2 separate regions of the Danio rerio genome follow, and region 1 is linked to region 2. The links are chromatin contacts, called in public Micro-C maps. All regions are on one chromosome and are shown on one strand. The core of a region is the stretch at or near the end of the contact, and the rest is flanking DNA. Distances in the headings are between cores, read along the strand shown. Region 1 overlaps cap2 (cyclase associated actin cytoskeleton regulatory protein 2). Region 2 has its middle 8.6 kb from the start of rbm24a.

Evidence for each region. Hi-C and Micro-C count contacts between places; a contact is called where the count stands out from the background.
Region 1: a Micro-C map of caudal fin shows a contact between it and region 2, with 7 times the contacts expected there. The contact joins two enhancer-like sites. A contact is called at or near these places in 6 of 18 Hi-C or Micro-C datasets (caudal fin, embryo, hematopoietic stem cells and 1 more) and 1 of 4 datasets of contacts at active chromatin or transcription factors (gastrula embryo).

Annotation. Positions count from the first base shown.
Region 1 is chr19:49,087,334-49,090,711 of GRCz12tu, forward strand. All of the region lies in intron 7 of cap2 (cyclase associated actin cytoskeleton regulatory protein 2), which reads left to right. Among named protein-coding and RNA genes, the nearest start is that of aunip, 26 kb to the right of the region's middle. Within about 2 kb of position 1,693, at least 14 of the 62 cell types and tissues checked have an H3K27ac peak or open chromatin away from gene starts, as enhancers often do.
Region 2 is chr19:48,994,003-48,997,497 of GRCz12tu, forward strand. No RefSeq gene overlaps it. Among named protein-coding and RNA genes, the nearest start is that of rbm24a, 8.6 kb to the right of the region's middle. Within about 2 kb of position 2,094, at least 4 of the 62 cell types and tissues checked have an H3K27ac peak or open chromatin away from gene starts, as enhancers often do.

The sequences.
Region 1 (3,378 bases), core at 443-2,942, 93 kb after region 2:
GATGAGTGTGTATGGGTGTTTCCCAGTGATGGGTTGCAGCTGGATGAGTGTGTATGGGTGTTTCCCAGTGATGGGTTGCAGCTGGATGAGTGTGGATGGGTGTTTTCCAGTGATGGGTTGCAGCTGGATAAGTGTGGATGGGTGTTTCCCAGTGATGGGTTGCAGCTGGATGAGTGTGGATGGGTGTTTCCCAGTGATGGGTTGCAGCTGGATGAGTGTGGATGGATGTTTCCCAGTGATGGGTTGCAGCTGGATGAGTGTGGATGGGTGTTTTCCAGTGATGGGTTGCAGCTGGATGAGTGTGGATGGGTGTTTCCCAGTGATGGGTTGCAGCTGGATGAGTGTGTGTGGGTGTTTCTCAGTGATGGGTTGCAGCTGGATGAGTGTGTATGGGTGTTTCCCAGTGATGGGTTGCAGCTGGATGAGTGCGTATGAGTGTTTCTCAGTGATGGGTTGCAGCTGGATGAGTGTGGATGGGTGTTTCTCAGTGATGGGTTGCAGCTGGATGAGTATGTATGGGTGTTTCTCAGTGAGAGGTTGCAGCTGGATGTGTGTATGGGTGTTTCCCAGTGATGGGTTGCAGCTGGATGTGTATATGGGTGTTTCCCAGTGATGGGTTGCAGCTGTATGAGTGTGGATGGGTGTTTCCCAGTGATGGATTGCAGCTGGATGAGTGTGAATGGGTGTTTCCCAGTGATGGGTTGCAGCTGGATGAGTGTGGATGGGTGTTTCCCAGTGATGGGTTGCAGCTGGATGAGTGTGGATGGATGTTTCCCAGTGATGGGTTGCAGCTGGATGAGTGTGGATGGATGTTTCCCAGGGATGGGTTGCAGCTGGATGAGTGTGGATGGATGTTTCCCAGTGATGGGTTGCAGCTGGATGAGTGTGGATGGATGTTTCCCAGTGATGGGTTGCAGCTGGATGAGTGTGGATGGGTGTTTCCCAGTGATGGGTTGCAGCTGGATAAGTGTGGATGGGTGTTTCCCAGTGAGGGGTTGCAGCTGGAAGGACTTCAGCTGTGTAAAAAATATGCTGGAATATTTGGCGGTTCATTCCACTGTGGGCACCCCTGGTGATGAAGGGCATCAGCTGTGAAAGACATATGCTGGAATAGTTGGCGGTTCATTCCACTGTGACGATCCCTGATGAATAAAGGGACTAAGCCTAAAAGTAAATGAATAAATGTGTGTATGTATGTATGTATGTATGTATGTGTGTGTGTGTGTGTGTGTGTGTGTGTGTGTGTGTGTGTATACATGTGTGTGTGTGTGTATATATATATATATATATATATATATATATACATATGTGTGTGTGTGTGTGTGTGTGTGTGTGTGTGAAAAAGACAGTGTGTGTTTGTGTGCATGTGTGCTTGTTTGTGTGTGTGTGTTTGTGATGTAAGTGTGCATGTTTGTGTATGTGTGTGTGTGGGTGATTGTAAGACTATGTGTGTATTGTATGCATGTATGAGTGTGTGTGTGTCTAGATGTGTGCATGTGTGCTTGTTTGTGTGTGTGCGTACAGTATAGGTGCAAAAGTGTGTGCGTGTGTCTATGCATTTTGTGTGAGTATATGTGTGCACGCATTTGTGTGTGTGTGTGTGTCCATACATAAGTGTGTGTCAGCTGTTGCTCCTGCCGTGAGTGTGTGGACTGTATGCTGTGGACAGGTGGTCTCCTGGCTCTTCTTGCATTGGGGGTTTACCATAGAAATGCCCCCAACAAAAGCCTAGTGTGTGTCTGGCTTACACACCTGCTCTCACACACACTCCTCGTAATTCAAGCTCTCTTCTCATGTCCTGCACATTATAAACATCTCCTCTGACTGAGGATCGTCCGCCACACACTCCTGCATCTGCTCAGCGCTCCATCATACTGACAGAAAACTAGCGCTCTGTGCAGACTCTCCAGAGCTAGAGTTTTGTCTCCATCCACATGTGTTCATGCACATTTTGGATTATTGCATTAAAAATGCTTGATGGAAACACCAAGATGCACAGATATTTTGAAATATATACGTAGCTGAATGGCCAATAAAAGCAATAGTTGACATAATAGTCAAAATAACCAATGCTGCTGATATGGCATTAAAACATAAAGGAATAATTAATTAAATAAATAAATAAATGTGACTTTTTATTACTTTTAAATTATTAAAAATTTAAATTATATTATACATCAATCAAATTAAATGAGAATTTTTTTTACTGATAAATATAAATAAATAAATATTGAAATTAAATCAAATTAAATTAAACTTTTTTTATTACCAATAAATATAAATAAATAAATATTGAAATTAAATTAAAATAAATCAAATTAGACAAACGTTTTTTTATAACCAATGATTACAGGTGAAAGGCCAATAGCTAATAAAGCCAATGCTGCTGATATCGCAAATGAATAAATAAAATAAAATAAGACTTTTTTATTAGCAATAAATATAAATTAATTAATTAAAGTAAATATAGTAAATAAATATAAATAAATAATTAGATGAAATCATATTAAAATAAATAAGACTTTTTATTACCAATAAATATAGAAATAAATATAAATAAATAATTAAATTAAAAGAAAAAATATTAAATTGAATCAAATAAAATAAGACTTTTTTTATTACCAATAAATAAAAAATATAAATTAATTGATTAGTTAATTAAAGTATAATATAATAAATAAATAAAGTTAAATTATATTAAATTAAATTAAATGAGACTTTCTATTACCAATAAATATAAATAAATTAATTTAAGTAAATATAATATTTAAATATAATTAAATTATATTAAAGTAAAAAAAAATTAAATGAGACTTTTTATTAACAATAAATATAAATAAAAATGTAAGTAAATCAAATTAAACAAAACTTTTTTTTTATTACCAATGATTACAGGTGAATGGCCTATAGCTGATATAGCCAATGCTGCTGATATGGCATTAAAACATAAATGAATAAATGACAATTTTTATTACCAATAAACATAGCAATAAATATAAATTAATTAATTAAATCAAATTAAATAAGACTTTTTATTACCAAAAAATAATAATTAATTAATGAAAGTAAATATAGTAAATAAATATAATTAAATATATAAAATAATAGTAAATCAAATTAAATTAAACTTAATTTTTTATTGTTACCAATGATTAGAAGTCAATGGTAAAAAGCAGATGTAGCCATTGCTGCTGATATGGCATTAAAGCTTAAATAAATAAATGAAATTAAATAAGACGGGTTTTTTTATCACCAATAATAAAGCAATAAATATAAATAAATAATTCAATTAAATCAAATCAAATAAAACTTTATTACCAATAAATAAATAAATTAAATTAAAGTAAAAATAATAAATTAATACAATTAAATAAAACA
Region 2 (3,495 bases), core at 844-3,343:
ACTCTGTATTTGCCCATATATGCCTGTTCATACCTGTTTTGACCATTGCTTGCCTGACCAACGAATAAACCTGCATTTGGATATTACCTTCAGTTGTTTGAATCTATCCCGAATCACAACAGAACGGTATTTATTGAATCATTTAAAGGAAAAACAAAACTATTGAAGACACTCGAAAAAAGTGCTAGAATGTTCAGGTTACCTCAACACTAAACAGATCAATGACATACAAATGATCTATCTGTAAACTTTCAAACAGGAACTTAAATTATTCAATTTTAATAACAAAAAATTTAAATACAATTTAAATACAAAAAAAACACCACTCGAAAGGACAAGCCATGAGTGAGATAGGGGTCTCTTGGTGGTTCAAGTCAATGTCTCCATCATTCTGAGCAGTGTGCTGTGTTCTGCAGTCCCCTTGACTAAAAGAATCCCCATCATGTTAGTCGTATTCCCGACTTGTATTTCAGCACAGTCTGGCAGTGCCTGCATGCCCTTTTTTCTGTCACCTTTTCTTCTTTCTTATTTCTTTTCAGCGAGAAACTGAAATGCTTCCACACATCTGATTTAAAACCCGCTTTAGGTTCGACCATTTTTAGCTCTTTTTCTTTGCCGCTACTAGCAGCACCCTCCATTTCTGCATTACTAGATCTGTAGCGACAACAGACCGCAAAGGATGATGGCCACGCCTGGGCTAATGAAAATTGTAGTTTCCGCTACCTCCCATTCACTCCATTCGCCTGAGCAAACTTTTCACCAAAAGACCAATGATTTTATTGAGTCACAACCACGGTAATATTGAAAGAAATTGCTATTGCGGTATGAGGGTATTTACAATATTGTTACATCCCTAATATATATGTATGTATATATATATATATATATATATATATATATATATATATATATATATATATATATATATATATATATATATAAAATTAAAGACAAATATATTAGCCCTTCTGTGAATAGTTTTTTTTTTTTTAAATATCTTTCAAGTACAGCAAGGACATTTTTCACAGTATTTTCTATTATATTTACATTCTGGAGAATGTCTTATTTGTTTTCTTTAGGCTGGAATAATACAAACTTGCCAAGGTCATTATTATTAGCCCCCTTAAAATTATTATTGTTTGATTGGCTACAGAACAACCTACTGTAAAGTGCCTAGTTAACCTAATTAACCTAGTTATACCTTAAACTTCAGCCACTTTAACTTAAATACCACTATATTGCAAAATAACTAGTTAAATTTTATCTGGTGTTATAATGGCAATGGCAAAAGCTATTAGTCATAAGAAATTAGTTAATAAACTGTTATCTTAAAAATGTGTTAGGACTTTTATAATATTTTTTTAAATTATTAAATTCACATGAGGGCTAATGAGTCCTCAGCTGTATATGTTATTCAGTAATTTGTGGCAGTAAGATTTTTTTAATTGAATATTTGATCAAAAATATATTAAAAGTACAATGAAATGTTAAATATCATGAAATGTTATTGCAATTCAATTTTCTGTGTATTTTAACCTCACTTTTTATTCTGGTAACACTTTATTTTGATGGTCCCCATTGCACATTTTGATGACTAAAAGTTGCATTGCAACTACATGCCAATTACTTCTCATTTGAGTATTACTAGACTGTCTGCTTGATGTCTACTGATTCTGCTCCTTCAACAGACATTTAACTGACTATACGAAACTTTACAAGTACATGTCAACTTACACTAACCTCAACCTATAGGTCTACTTATAATCTAGTTGGCATGTAGACACAATGTAACTTAAATTCAACAAAATGCAAGGGATCAGGGATGCCTTTATTCTTACAAGCTGAAATTTCTCAAGTTTATTGTAAACTATAATTTCGATGCATTTGATTTAACACATAAAGCGTTATTTTTTTTTATCTCTGATCACATGAATTGAATTTTATGCATGATTTAGCCCCATTTTATATGCAATGATGATAAAAATCTGTAAAATGTGAACGTAAAAGTCTGCATATGAAGGGAAATATGAAGTCAACAGGACTGTGTGTGAGCTGTCCACAAGGTGGCGCTGGTGAGCCTATGATGAAGCTGAACCGGGTTTGTCTTCTGTGTTGGAAACAGTGTCGATGTGAGTTTTCCCTGAATGTTAGTGTGTCTCTGTAATGATGATGGTGTGAGTAATCAGACCTCCTGCAATCAGCTAATTATAATAAACCAGACACCTTCAAATGTGCTGTCATCTGTTCAGTGTGTGTGCATGTATGTTTGTGTATATGTGTGTGTGCGTGTAGTTATGTGCATGTATGAGTGTGTACTTATGCATGAGTGTGTGTACACGTGTATATATGTTTGTGTGTGTGTGTGTGTGTGTGTGTGTATGATTTTTATGTATGCTGTGAGTGTATATGTGTGTGTGTGTGTGTGTGTGTGTGTGTATTAGAATGTGTATTGGAAGTTGTGTGTTGAGTATACTGTGTGTGATTGTGTGTGTGTATGTGACTATACAGTATGTATGTGTGAATATGTATTTGAAGTTGTGTGTTTTTAAGTATAATTAATGTGTGTATGATTGTTTGTGTGTGTTTGAGTGTATATGAATTTGTATGTGTGTGCGTGACTGTGTATTGTATTAATGAGTGTGTTGTGTTGTGTGTGTTAGTGTGTATTAGTGTATGTTATTTTGAATATCCTGTATGTGTGTGTATGATTGTGTGTGTGTGTGTGTGTGTGTGTGTGTTTTTGTGTATATGAATTTGTATGTGTGTGTGACAGTGTGTATTGTATTAATGAGTGTGTTGTGTTATGTGTGTTAGTGTGTATTTGTGTGTGTGTGTTTTTGAATATACTGTATGTGTGTGTATGTTTGTGTTTGTGTTTGAGTGTATATGAATTTGTGTGTGCGTGTGTGTGTGTGACAGTGTGTGTATTGTATTAATTTGTATTAATTTGTGTTGTGTGTGTTAGTGTGTATTTGTGTGTTTTTGAATATACTGTATGTGTGTATGATTGTGTTTGTGAGTGTAAATGAATTTGTGTGTGTGTGTGTGTGTGTGTGTGTGTGTGTGTGTGTGTGTGTGTGTGTGTGTGTGTGTGTGTGTGTGTGTGTGAGACAGTGTGTATTGTATTAATGAGTGTGTTGTGTTGCGTGTGTTAGTGTATATTTGTGTGTGTGTTTTTAAATATACTGTTTGTGTATTTATGATTGTGTGTGTGTGTGTTTTAGTGTATTTGAATTTGTTTGTATGTGTGTGTGTGTGTGTGTGTGTGTGTGTGTGACAGTGTGTATTGTATTAATGAGTGTGTTGTGTGTGTTTTTAAGTATACTGGATGTATGTATGATTGTGTGTATATGTATGGATTTGTGTCTGAGTTTGTGTACGTGTGTGTGTGTGTGTGTGTGTGTGTGACAGTGTGTATTGTATTAATGAGTGTGTTGTGTGTGTTAGTGTGTGTTTGTGTGTTTTTAAGTATACTGTATATGTGTGTATGATTGT